2 separate regions of the Mus musculus genome follow, and region 1 is linked to region 2. A link is a contact called in public HiChIP or PLAC-seq data. All regions are on one chromosome and are shown on one strand. The core of a region is the stretch at or near the end of the contact, and the rest is flanking DNA. Distances in the headings are between cores, read along the strand shown.

Region 1 (7,590 bases), core at 1,044-3,543, 1.9 Mb after region 2:
GAGTTTCAGCTCCAACGTCTGGGGGCAGTGGTCCCAGAGAAAGGAGGGAAGGGAACCCCTAGCAGAGAGCCTGTCTTGTCCTGGACATAAGCGATTGTCTCTTATGTATATGTACGTTTTAGTGGACCGCTTAACCCATGGCTCCATCCACGCATTGGCACAGTGGCAGGCCAGGTTTGACTCCAGAATGTATATATAGTGGGGCATCTGAGGGCTGTACTCCCTCAGACTGTCCTGCAGCATCAAGTCCTTCTCGTATTCTAGCACTAAGACCTGGAGACTGTGCAGGCGCTGGAAAGCAGCAGCCGACAGTGACTTGAGGCCTGTGCTGGATAGCACTAAGGCCTGGAGCTGTGGAAGGTCACCCACCAGCTCCTCCAGCTGCACCGAACGGGGCTGGGTTATGGACTGAAGCGACGCCAGCTTCAGCTCCCGTAGGCTGGGCAGCCCAGTGATAAGGCAGGGTCTGGAGCTGTTTCCAGCACCCCATACCCTCAAGGACTGAAGTTTGGGGAGCTGCCAGAGGAAAAGGTTGGAGGTACCCTGGGAGCAGAAGGCATCCAAGCTGTTCTTAAGCAGGGAGAGCTTCTGGAGAGCAGGGAAGACCCCAGAAGCATTCTGGGACCCCAGCTTCAGCTTCAGTCCCCCGCCGCTTATAGTCAAGGTCTCCAAGGAAGGAAAGATCGCTGGGGACAGCGTCCAGTGCTCCGTCGTGCCTGAGGCTATATGAAGCTCTAAGCTGGTCAGATACATGGGCAGGAACAATACTGCCGGAGCAGGGAGAGCGGGAAGCTTCAGGCTCAAGGTATGCAGATTCTTTGCTCCCCAGAAGCCAGGCTCTGGGCTCATCCGTATTTGGGTATCTAGCAAGCTAAGGGTGGTCAATGCAGGCAGAGCCGCCAACCAGTTCTTACCCAGGTGAAGCAGGGGGTTTCCATCCAGCTTCAAGGTCTCTAGTTGCTGGAGCTCCTGGAATAGGTATCCCTCCAGGGAAAGCAGCTGGTTGTACCGAAGCAGCAGCTCTCGCAAGTGGGGTAAGCAGGAGAAGGCGGCTGGAGGCAGGATGCGCAACCTGTTGCCTGACAGATCCAGAGTCGTGAGTCCTGACACATCTCCCGTCTCATTCATGCACAGCACGGCGCTCTGCAGTTGGTTTCCGGACAGCTCCAGTCGCTGAAGCCTAGGCATGGCAGTCAGGAAGCCTGGTGGAAGCTTGGTTAGGCCAGTGCTTGAAAGACCCAAGGTCTTCAGGCTGTGGCAGGAAGCCAGAGCCTCCTGAGATATAGATCCTATCTTGCTTTCTTTCACAATCAAGCCCTGCAGCTCAAAGTGGGCAACAGCCTCAGCAGCCAGCTCGGCCGTGGCAGTCTGTGCATACAAGACATCGAGTTTCTGAAGTCCCAGGCCCTTCAGCCACACGGCATCCAGTGGTGTTCTTGTCAGGTCCAGAATCTCCACCTGGAGACCCTGGAGGGACCCAGGACTAGCCATCTTCAGCTTCCAGTTGGATGACAGATCCAACTTCTGCAGGGTCCACGAAACCCTGGAGGAGGAACCTTGCACCAGATCTGGGAACATACCAGCCAGCTCTCCCACGTCCTGAATGCAACTGAGCGTGACACCCAGCCATTGCAGACCGGGAGGCAGGCGGATGCCTGCCTTCTTATCCAGGCAAGGGCCAGAGATATGGAGTCTCTGGAGGGAAATCAGGTCACTGAAGGCATCAGGAGGTAGAAAGAGAGATCTCCTAAGAGGAGAGTCAAAAAAAGAGAGGCTCTGCAACTGTCCCAGACCCCGGAGAGCTCCTGGCAGAAGTTGGGTAAGGTGCAGACTCAGTGCCAGGACCTTGAGACCAGGAAAAGCAGAGAAAGCATCTGGAAGCAGAGTAGACACAGTACCACCGAGGCAGAGCCCCTCCACAGTCCGAGGTACAACTTCCAAGGTCTGTGTCAGGTTGCTCACGGAGAGGCATGCAGCAAGAAAGGATAGCTTGGAATGGCGGCAGAATGTGAAATAGCGGGAGACCAGGGGCAGTCGGGAGCCTTCGGTCACCAGGCAGTTGGAAGTGCTCCACCCAGTTACCAGAGGCAGGGAAAGGAGGAGACCTGGCAGCAGCCAGTACCTGCCCATCTCTACACCAGAGGAATCAGAGCTGAGAGGACTTTAGACTCCTATGCCTCCGGGTTACCAATACTCTCATCCACCTCAGAGTACCTGCAAGGTCCGGGAGCACCGTCAAAGGGCCACTGTGGAAGCCGGGAAGTGAGGAGGCCGACTTGGAGATACTTAGCACTGAGGCTTCGAGGGAGGGGAAATGACACCAGGGCAACGTAGGGGGATGGGGGGGTCTCACTTCCTGTTAGGAGAAAGCAAACAGAGTTTCTTTTCTTGTTGTTGCTTTCTTTTTTATGTGCAGCCCAGGCTGTCCCACGAGCTCAGTTTGTTAAGACTCCTTTTGAACTTCTGATTCTCTTACTTCCACCCCCAGGGCTGGGATGATGGCTGCGCACCACTAGAACAGTCTGCAGTGTGGTTAGACCCCTGGCTTCTGTGCCTGCTACATCCTCACCCCCAACCCCCCTCCACACACACACACACACACACACACACACACACACACACACACACACACACACACACACAAGTAGAGTCTGGTCTGGCTTTGCACAGTCCTCAAGTAAAACACCTCTTCTCTTCTGAGCCTGTGTTCTCTTCTGTCCAAGTAGACTAACTCCCGTTTGCTTGATTGCTCTGTAGGATTGCTGCAAACACAGATTTAGATCAGCTGGGGTTTTCTCCTTGTTAGTTTCATTATGACTTCCTTTCTTTACTGACCCCCCTGGAGTTCTTGGGTTAAACACAAATGGGGATGTTTTATAAGCAAAATAATATATCAACACGATGTTGTCATGGCATTTGACCTGAGAAGACTGGATGTAGGGAGGGCTCCAGCCCTGCTCTCAGACACTGGGGCAAGAAAAGAAAGGCCTTTACCTTGACCTGAACTGCCAGGACAGGGCTGGGACCTAAGTGGGAAGAGAAAGAGAAAGAAAGGAGCTTTGTGGTCACCTCAAACTATGAAGCAAAGCACTGGACACAGATCAACATCTGTTCATGATTTGAAAAACTAACAGACTCAGAGAGAAGAAAATCCTGTTAACATCAAATGACATAGCTTGCCAAGACCTATAAAAGAGTATCGTTCTCAGCACCTCTGACTTACAGCCGGGAAGGAGACAACTGCATTTCTGCTGAGTGTTAGAATGGAGGCGGGAGAATGGCCAAACTGACAGGAACGGCAAAATTAAAGGTACTAAAGGAGAAACACAACGGCCACAAGGGCAGGACGCTGGGATGCCTGCATGGGAAACCCAAGAATTTCTAAAAAGAAAAGTCAAAAAACAAAAGGATAGTTAGCAAAGATGGTTAGGTCAGGTTTCTTAAAATTTTTCTAATATGCCTGTATGTTAGTCAGTGTTAATATACAGAACAAACATGTTCGAATTAAGATGTTCCTACGAAGCCGGGCTTGGTGGCACACGCCTTTAATCCCAGCACTCGGGAGGCAGAAGCAGGTGGATTTCTGAGCTCGAGGCCAGCCTGGTCTACAAAGTGAGTTCCAGGACAGCCAGGGCTACACAAAGAAATCCTGTCTCGAAAAAACAAAACAAAAAAAAGTTCCTAAAATTTTAATATGCAAAAAGACTAAGCATGAGGGGTTAGGAGGCAGGCTTGCAAGGCATTGACGGGTAGTCCAGGAGCCCAGACAGGATTAGCAGCTGTAAGAGAGGACAGGCCCATGAGTGACAGAGCCCTGGAGGAGCATTGAAGAGCTGCAACATAGAACCGGTGTCTAAATATCTGCACCTCTCCAACTTCATGGCGCTGATCTTGCCTCAAGAGGCCCCCAAATCAGAGTGGGGAACCCCGTGTGTAAATCAATTCTGGCAGGGCAAAATGGGGGTGCGGGTGGGGGTGACAACAGAGATGCTGGCAACAGAGGATTAGAAATTACATGTTGTTCATAATCCCTGTGCCCAGGCAGGGGGATCACAATTATGAGGTCAGCTTGTACTACATTGTGAGTTTCAGGTTCGACTGAGCTAAATATAAAGACCCTGACTGAGATGGTCTGAGAGAGGGTGATGAGTGGAAGGAAGGAGGGAAGAACAGAGCTGAAAATTAGAAAGCTAGGCCATAGACCCAAAAGTTAGGGGAAAAAATTTTTCTAAAGAAAAACAAGAGTCTCACTTCCCCCATTTATACAATAACCCACATCAAACTAGACATCCTAGCATAAACACCTGTCAAACTGGGCTCAACACAGGAGCAGTCGCTTTCAGATATGAGGACATTGTCACAGGGCATTTGGGTTGCTCCAACAAACAATACCGTAAACCTGGAGGACATGGACTTTAAAAAGAAATGTCAAGGGCTGGCCACGTGGCTCATCAGGTGAAGGTTGCTGTCAACCTGGTGACCTGAGCTGATCCCCAGGACCCACCTGGAAGCAGAGGGAACTGACTGACTCGTGAACTTGCCCTCTGACTGGCACATGCACCCACCCAACCCTCCACACACAAAATAAACAAATAAAAATTCAGGATAAAATACTGTTAAAGCTGGACTGGTGGCTCCGTCCGAACCTCACACAACTGAAAGTCAATCTCCCTCTGGGCCACTGAATGAGTTCAAGGCCAGTCTGGGAAACAAAGTGAAACCCTGTCCCCAAACAAACAAGTAAAAACTCCGCAGGCACAGCTCTGTGTTAGAGGTGCTGGATACACAGAACCTTAAGTTCAGCCAAGCCGCAGTACTATAAATGGATGTGGGTGGGGAGGATCTATAGATACGATAGATAAGTGGGAACTTAGAGATGGGTTAGCTACGAATACCTGCTGCTGCTCTTCCAGAGGACCAGGATTTGATACCCAGCACCTATGTTATGGCTCACAACCATCTGTAACTCCAGTCCTAGGGGATCTGATGCCCTTATCTGGATTCTGCAGGCACCAGTAACACAGGCGGTAAACAGACATACATGCAGGCGAAACATCTAGACATATAAAATAGATACATTTTTAGAAATACGTTTATAGAGAAATGGGGCAGAATATGATAACTTCAAATAACCCACGGGTCAAAAAGAGAACCACTGTGAAAACTAGAAAGCGTTTCAATTGAATAATAAGGAAAATGCTACATAGTGAAACCTGCTGATAAAGATATGTAGTATCCACGGGGGGAAACATCCTCTTTTAAATGTCTGTGTCTGAAAATCAACACCAAGTTAATAGCCATGCCACCCAGACATGCCCAGTCTCATCTGGAAACCAGCATCAAAAGCTGCCAAGCCAGTTGGTGGTGGCGCATGCCTTTAATCCCAACACTTGGGAGGCAGAGGCAGGCGGATTTCTGAGTTCGAGGCCAGCCTGGTCTACAGAGTGAGTTCCAGAATAGTCAGGGCTACACAGAGAAACCCTGTCTCGAAAAACAAAAAAAAAACAAAAAACAAAAAAAAAACAAAAAACAAAAAACAAAAAAAAAACCTGCCAAGTCATGAACTATGTGACATCCTCAGAAGATTAGAAAAGGAACGAAGAAAGAGTCTCTCTTCCCACACTGTGCAGTAACTCCTACAGATAACCCTGCTCATGAGAATCAGTCTAACTGTACCAAAGACGTCAAACAACGTCTTCCATAGATGAGGGTGTTGTCTCTAAGGTGTCTGGGTTGCTACAGTGTGATAACACAGACCAGGTACTTTTAAATGGGCAAGAATTTGGGGCCAGCTGGAAGTGGGAGGAAGAAAGAAGGTAATGAGAGGATGTCAGCAAAGACAATGACATATATGTGCATACATGATGCAACTCACTATTCTGTATGCAAACAAAACAGTAAAACACCTGTAGAGCCTCCAAGATCACCGTAACTAGTTTTGGTTGTCAATTTCAAAAGCCCGGGAAGAGAGAACCTCAATTGAATTGCTTCCATAAGCTTGGCCTGTGTGCATGTCTATGAGGCATTTTCTCACTTGCTAATTTATGTAGGAGGGCAAAGCTTATTATCATTGGTAGCGCCCCAAAGGCAGATGGTCCTGGGTTGTATTTAAAAAAAAAAAAGTAGGCAACCATGAGCCCAGGAGCAAGCTAGCAAGCAGCATTCCCCCATAGTCCCTGCCTCAGCTCCTGCTGGAGTTCCTGTCCTGATGTCCTCAATCATCTACTGTGACCAAGAAGCTTAAGATGAAATAAACACTTTTCTCACCACATTGCTTTTGGTTATAGTATTTGTTACAGCAGCAGAGAGGCAAGCAAGAACAATTACAGTGTAAAAAAAAAAAGTATCCCATAACTAGCTAGAATGGTTACTTAAAATAGTTTTCTGTATTCCAAGTGCATTGAAAAACAAAAGGCGATTTATACAGTCCAGGGTCTGGGAAGCCTCAGAGAAGACATAGGCCCGCTTGGATGTCTGGTGAGGGCCATTCTCTACTTTCAGAATGGTACCTGCATCTTCATTCTGTCCCCAAAGCAGGTACATGGCAGGGGGTTGAAGGGCAAGACAGCTGAACAGTGTATAAACCTTCTTTTATAAGAGCCTTAATTCCATCCACAGAGGTGGAACCTTTACAGTCTAATCAACTTTCAAGACCCTACATTGGCAGCATGTGAATTCATGTAGAAACCACGGTGATGGTGGTAAGGACAATGATCCCCAAGAGAAGGGGAACATGAGAGACAGGCTCTACAGCTGCCAGGCCTCTCTACCTGTTGGCATTTCTGAGCCAGCCCAGGGAGCAAGTGAGGAGCCCAGATGACCATACCTGCCTTACTGAATCAAGAAGCCAATCACCAGTCAGGACACACGCTGCTCATGGGACAAAGTGTCAGGACAGAGTTAGCCAGGGAAAGGATGAGTTCTAGAAAGCCTCGTAGGGTCTCCTCTGGGATGAACACCACACTGAGTATTCAGGATGAAACCCTGAAGGCGGAGGCAAAGGACAACTGAGGGAGAGCTGTAAGAGCAGTCTTGAAAGGCTGGGAGACGCTTATGTATGACAACCCAAAGTAAGGCCATGGTTCAAAACAGAGCATTCTGCTGAGATTAAATGACAAGGTCACAGCTTAGCAATAGGATTTGTGATGGCTATTCTTGGTTGTCAACTACATCTGGAATTAATGAAAATGCAAAAAATAGAGGGCATACCAGTGATCTTGCTTCATTCTCAAAGTAGAACGACACATGCCTTTAACTCCATCTTGAGGCAGGAAGGCACAGCCTTTAATCTGAGTCTTGAGGTTGTAACCATCACCGTGGTTTCTACATGAATTCACATGCTGCCAATGAAAGTTGATTAGACTGTAAAGGTTCCACCTCTGTGGATGGGATTATGGCTCTTATAAAAGAAGGTTTATACACTGTTCAGCTGTCTTGTCTTTCAACCCCCTGCCATGTACCTGCTTTGGGGCAGAATGAAGATGCAGGCACAGCAGGCTCTGTGTCTGCCTGCTCTTGCCTCACTAACCAGGACATTCCTCGCTCACAATAGAGCCTACTTCTTCAGGATTCCAGTGTCTACTGTAGGTC
Region 2 (6,735 bases), core at 2,305-4,804:
AAGAATTCTTTGAGAATGATGGATGCAGTTGTGTTCCGAGAGATGGCTGGCTTAATGACCTCGCTTGCCCCTGGCAGGCATCCCATGACAGATAGGCTGCTCCAACCTCCTCGGGCTCTACGTCCCCTTATGGGCAGAGACCTGGAAGAAACATGCAGACTGAAGTAATTACTAGAATTTCTACAGAGACAAGGGGATCTCGTAGTCGTCTTTGGAGGTAGAATTGCAACTTATTTTCCATTTCTCACTAAGTGACATGAGGACTCAGTCCTACGTGCCAGAACCTAAGCGTGACATAGTTCCCCCTTTCCAGAATTGTGGCAAAGCTTATAGACTACAGTGGTGGCTGTTTTCTTTTTAGTTAAATCCTAGATTGGTGGCATTTGCCCTTAATCCCAGCACTTGTGTGGTAGATGTAGGAGGATCCGGAGAGTTCAAAATCACTTTCAGCTGCATAAGGAGTTCAAAGCCATCCTGAGCTCACATAATTACTTGCAAATAATTAGCCGCTGTTAACTCAGTAGTAAAGTATGTGCTTAACATAAAAAGGAATGTCCTGGTCTTAATCCCTAGCATACACTCGACACTCGAGATATTATATCACTTATCATTATATCATTATATTCTCAAGTGTCACTTGAGAATAGTAAAACATTCAAACAAAACGGAAACAATAGAGAGTGAACTGGGCATAGTAGAGGGTGCCTGTCATCCCAGGATTCAGACTGCCCTGGCAGTCTTGGAACTCACTCTGTAGACCATGCTGGCCTCGAACTCAGAGACCTGCCTGCCTCTGCCTCCCGAGTGCTGGGATTAAAGGTGTGTGCCATCACAGCCGGGTGAAAAGTATTCCGTTAAATCACACACACTAAATAATAACTGCGTATAACTGATCTTGAAATGTTTCTAAATATTTTCCACTCACAGATGAATATTCACTGTTTTAATAAAATGGCATCCCTCTACAAAGAGGAAAGCAATTTCGTTTTCAGTTCAGTGAAATGTATCTTGAGCTATAGGGCAACTCATTTGTGTGTGTGTGTGTGTGTGTGCATGTGTGTGTGCGTGCATGTGTGTCCTTAGGCACATTCCACTTTCTCTTTTGTTTTGAAGTGGGGTCTTTTGAGGCCTTGAACGTCACCATTCATGCCAGATTGGCTGGCCCATGAGTTCCCAGGGACCCCCTGGCCTGCACCCCTCATTTCCCCATCACTGAGGCTACAGGCACATAGCACTGTGTGAGGCCTGTGGGTTCCAGAGCTTTGAGCTGAGGTCCTCAAGCTTGTGAAATAAACACTTTACTGATGGTGCCATCACCTCAGCCCCATCTCATTCTTTGGAATAGATGAGTAGTGTATCACTGTGTGCCATTAGCAGCATATGTAAAACATCTCTACTTAAACATGGAAGTTGGTCCTCTTTTCATCACTACCGCAGTGGTGCAACACATTAGTCTGTGCAGAAATGTTTTGATTATTGTGCAGACATTCCTTTGGATACATTCGAAAGATAATGTATATTTAATAAACTCTATTTTGTGGTTTTTTTTTTGTTTTTTTTTTTTTTTTGAGACAGGGTTTTTCTGTGTAGCCCTGATTGCCCTGGAACTTGCTCTGTAGACCAGGCTGGCCTCAAACTCAGAGATCGGTCTGCCTCTGCCTTCAGACTGTTGGAATTAAAGGTGTGCACCACACTGACTGGCAAAAAGGTTTTATTATTAAAGTACGGTCCTAGTTACAGGTTTTACTGCTGGGATGAACTATCATGACCAAAAGACAAGTTGAGGAGGAAACAGCTTATACTTCCATGGCACTGTTCAATACTGAAGGAAGTCAGGAGAGCAACTCAAACAGGTCAAGCTCCTGGGGGCAGGAGCTGATGTAGAGGCCTTACGGGGGAGGGGGATGCTCACCGGCTTGCTTCCCATGGCTTGCTCAGCCTGCTTTCTTATAGAACCCAGGACCACCAGCTCAGGGACAGCACCACCCATAATGGGTTGGTTCTCCCTCGTCAATCACTAATTAAGAAAAGCCTTATAGCTGGACCTTATGGAGGCATTTTCTCAATTAAGGGTTGCCTCATTTCACATAGCTCTAGTCTGTGTCAAGTTGACAGAGGACTAGCCGGCACAAGTATATTAACTGTACAAAGTCACAAGTTTCACTAAGACATTTCTATATGCAGTTTAATTGTAGTCTCTCCTCTATTACCCTTTCTATTGTTAAAAGAATTATTTTTACTTTATGTGTTATGGGGTTTTGGCCTGAATGTATGTGTGTGCATCAAGTGTGTGAAGTGCCTTCAGAGGACAGAGATACACCAGAGTTGCTGATAGCTGTCTTCCAGTTGCCTTATGGGTACTGGAAATTGATTCCAGGTCTTCCAGAAGAGCAGCCAGTGTTCTTAAGCACGGGTCCATCTCTCCAGTCCATCCCTAATTTCCTATCTTACTCTTTCCAAAATATTTCATGTAGGGCATGTGGATCAGGAATTTAATTCTAGCACTGATGAGTTAGAGGAAGGCAGATTTTTGTGAATTTGAAGTTAGTCTGGTCAACACAATTAAATTAGTTCCAGGACAACCAAGGCTACATAGTAGTAATACCCCATCTCTCAAAAAAGGCCGGGTGGTGGTGTCACAATACATTAATCCCAGCACTCAGAAAGCAGAGGCAGGTGGATCTCTGAGTTCGAGGTCAGCCTAGTCTATAAGAGTGAGTTTCAGAGTAGCCAAGAAATCCTGTCGGGACAAATCAAAATATAAAAAATAAGTAAATAAAAGTGAACATTTAAAAATTTGTTGGGATGAGGAACTTTGGGGAGGGGGGCAATGGCTGGAGTGTAAATAAATACTTTTTTTTCCCATTTTTATTAGGTATTTAGCTCATTTACATTAATAAATACATTTTTAAAATAATATTTTAAATGTAATGAAACAGAAGTATAGTAAAATATTTAAATTTAAAATTTTTTTTAAAAATTATTTGTATTGGGGATGAACGCGCTAGTGTGATGGTCAGAGGAAAACTTTGGGGAGTCTGTTCTTTCTACCGTGGGTTCGAGGGACAGGCTTGACTAACGTGCTTTCTGCCTCTGTCTATCCAGTACTAGGATTTCAAGAGGGAACCACCGCCAAGTAGGTTTTTTGTTTGTTTGTTTGTTTTGCTTTTGAGATGTGTTGTCCTAGGCTGCTCCCCTGGTCCTTAACTCTATGGCTCGGGGAAATTGTTCTTCAATCTGGCTTGCAGGGAAAATTTTCCCGTTTGTTTAACGAGCAAGGAAATGAAAACCAGAAAGCTGAAGACCTCCTCTCCTCTGTAGCACCCACACGTGCTGGTACTTCTTACACAGGGTACGGCTTGATTTGCGTGCAAACTCTAAAATTCGACTTGGTAGATAAGGAAACGCAACGCCCCATCACCCACAGCTACGTTTCCAAACCACACCTCTAGACCAGCCCACTCCGCAATCTCAGCGCGGAAAAGCACCCAAGCTCCCGCCTGCTCTCTCGCGAGAGGTGACGTCATTGGGCCGCGCCAGTGACTGGGCCGTCGCGCGTCTTGCGTCACCCCCAGCTCAGTCCGGGTGTGCTGTCTCACTGGTGAGGTCGTGTACCCGGGAAGTGTCCCTGTCCGTGGCCTCTGCAGCCTCCCGCTTCCCGGCACCATGGAGTACCTCATTGGCATCCAGGGCCCAGACTATGTCCTCGTCGCTTCCGACCGAGTGGCCGCCAGCAATATTGTCCAGATGAAGGACGGTGAGAGGAAGCAGGGGGAGGCCCGGCGGGCCTGGCTGGAGGGGCAGTCGGCGGGAGTTGGTGAAGGGGACCGTGGGCCTCCCTCTGGGCAGCTTGGAAGATGGAGCCCAGTGTGCTCTGCCCTGCTGGCACTGCAGGATTGAGAAGCCGGGGGAGCCGGCAGACAAGCTTAGGGCTCTAGTTTGGGATTCTGGGTCAGATGAGGCTTGCTAGGTGAGAGTTGCTCAGCGTGAGGGAATTAAGTTTATGAGAGCTCAAGTGTGTGCCCGGCGCCTCCAATTTCTGAATTTCTGGCAAGTTTCAGTCGCCCCAGATAGAAGTTATAATTTGTGGGTGCCCTAAGGTGGGATCTTGGGGAGAGTGAGACTCCCCAGAGTTTGGCATTTCCACTCTGCTTCCGCTGTCTTCAGTGGCTCACCTCAGAGCCTCTTCCGCCTTTCCCTGGCTGCTAGATTTTACTTGTCGTTAAATAGTGGAATGCAGCAGAGATGGCCTCTCTTTATTTGCTCTGTGAGTTTTGTACGTTATTTTTTTTCCCGTGCCCAGATTTTCTTATCTCTCAAATTACTAATAACCAACTCAAAACTTGTTGAGAGGATTGAGTGAAGGAGTTAGCATTGGACAAACACTTAACAAACTGAAGCATATATGTATCAGGTGTGTCCATCGTTAACATTTTAATTTGTTAAAAGTTTGGCTCTACTATGTGCCCTTCTTGCAGTTAGTTTTGGAGACAGAATATGTATAACTAAGATGTATAGATATAGTATATATTATATATAACACACATGCATATATATGTGTGTGTGTGTACATATATGTGTGCGTATACATATCTATGTATGTGTATATATGTATGTGTGTGTGTGTATATGTGTGTATATGTACAAAACTTTCTTAAGGAGATGTTGAAATAACTCAGTAGTAAAGATGCTTTTGCCCAGGCTTCACAACCGGAGTTTGGTCCCAGAACCCAGATGGCAGAGGAAGAGACCCCACCCCAACATCCTGCAGGTTGTCCTCTGACCTGTGCACCTGTTCTGTGGCAATGTGCACCTGTGCAGAACAAGAGAGAGAGTCTCTAAATAAATAAATAAAAATTTTAAAATTATCAAAGAAAAAGTTTCTAAGCTTACAGGTGGTAGAACCTAGGTTCAAATCTGTGTAATTTGGGACTGAGTCTACAATTCAGTGGCAACATATGTTTCGACCATATACAAGGCCCCAGCCTCAGCACTCCAAAAACAAGTTAGTAGACATTATGCAAAATGATCTCTTTTACCCTTAACAACTTCACTACCTTTATAGTGACAACTGACCCACAGAATCTTGAGTGTTTTCATGACTGATCATAGGCATGTTACTGTTTGAAAGATATCTAGCTTTTGTTCAGTGGATTAAAAGTTCATTTGACAAGTTTCATGCCTCTCTGTGTTCTTTACAGTGCTAGGGACTGAAAAGAGGAAGAAAAAAAAGAATACTATGTAGTTGGGAAGATAGTTGAGTAGGTCAGTGTGCTTGCTGTGTAAGCATGAAGAATTTAAATTCCAAGTACTCACTTAAAAGAAAAAAGATCAAACAGGCATGGCTGTGTCCCTACTTGGGAGCAGGAAACACAGATCCTGGGAGCTCACTGACCAGTCAGTCAGTCAGTCAGGCCCAAAGGGTGAGCCTCTGCTGCGTGAGAATAAGGTGAGGGATGGCCTGATGTCCTTCTCTGTCCCGGGTGAGACAGGTACACCCATACACTTATGTGTGACACACACACACACACACACACACACACACACACACACACACAATGTTAGTAATTCAGTAAAAGTCAGATGTGTGTTAAAATAACTGTAACACAAACTAGAAAGTATTTGCTGAGTTGAGACTAGAGCAGTCAAGCTTTGGAGACTTAAGAAGAAGAGGAGGAGACTTTAGGGATGGACCGTGGGGAGAGATTAGGGAAAGCTTTGAAAGTGAAGAGCAGTGAATCCTAGATCCCAGGAGGAAAAAGGCTTAGATCTGGAGCTCCTTGAAGTGCGTTGTCAGAACTGAAAAAGCACAGTTGCCACAACCGATCTCACAAAGCAAAGGCACCTACCTATCTGGTGTGAGCCTGGCGCTTCCATCTGGGGATAGAGAGAGAATGCTGTGAGCTTTGCTTGCATTCTGTTCTTTCTGAAGGACTTGAAATCAGACCTCTATGGTATTAATTGTCTCTCAAGAGACTTTATGAAATTTTATGATTAGTTTGTAGAAGTTATTTTGTGAGCCAGTCTCCAAAGGTTTAAGTTCATTTTGAGAGTAAATTGGTCCATTGCTTTGACAGCAGGTGATTTTAGCATGAAGAGTAGGTGGAGCGGATGTCAAGTTGCGGGGTCTCTGTTTCCTCACAGTGACTGTGTGGATGGCTTTGAAAAGGAGGATGTGCTCCATGCCTTTATCCATAAATGTTACACGGGATTCAAGCCAAGACAAGGAGAGCCAGGCATAGCGCGTTCCTATAATTTCATCCCATAGACAGGAATGCTGATTTCTAGTTGGAGGCTAGCCTGGTTTCACAGACATTGTAGGAGTACATACTGAGTCAGCCAGTCTGTCTGTCTCTGTCTGTCTTTAAAAGAAGCAAACATCGAAGAAAAAAAACCAAGCAATAAATACAAGATGTTTTTTATGTGTTAGAAGTATTACTAGTTAGTGTTAGGCTAGTTTTTAAATTAATGATGTTAGAAGTAAGTTGTTAGAATAGGCCCAGAGAACAAAAAGATTATTGTATGGGAAAAAAAGATGGATTTGAGTAGTTCTTTAAAAAGAGTTGTAAATAATTGTACTCAACTAATAACCTTTCTCTGGTATGAAAAACTTAGGGTAGGAGTTTATAATTGTCTGAGGGAATTTGTGTGGCATAGTTAAGAATGCTGAACAGAAGTAATTTTGAGGGAGACGTTTTGGCTCTGTGAAATGGAGTCTTGCTATGTAGCTCTGAC

The links. HiChIP or PLAC-seq counts read pairs in DNA pulled down with a chosen protein or histone mark.
Region 1: an H3K27ac HiChIP or PLAC-seq map of large pre-B cells shows a contact between it and region 2, with 10 times the contacts expected there. The contact joins the promoter of Tlr12 here to the promoter of Psmb2 in region 2. A contact is called at or near these places in 1 of 39 promoter capture datasets (liver) and 1 of 115 datasets of contacts at active chromatin or transcription factors (large pre-B cells).

The regions. Positions count from the first base shown.
Region 1 is chr4:128,616,326-128,623,915 of GRCm38.p6, forward strand. Tlr12 (toll-like receptor 12) reads right to left here and starts at 2,294. Exons shown (of 1, transcript NM_205823.2): 1 at 1-2,294. The coding sequence starts at 2,130.
Region 2 is chr4:126,674,089-126,680,823 of GRCm38.p6, forward strand. Psmb2 (proteasome (prosome, macropain) subunit, beta type 2) reads left to right here and starts at 3,555. Exons shown (of 6, transcript NM_011970.4): 1 at 3,555-3,757. The coding sequence starts at 3,667.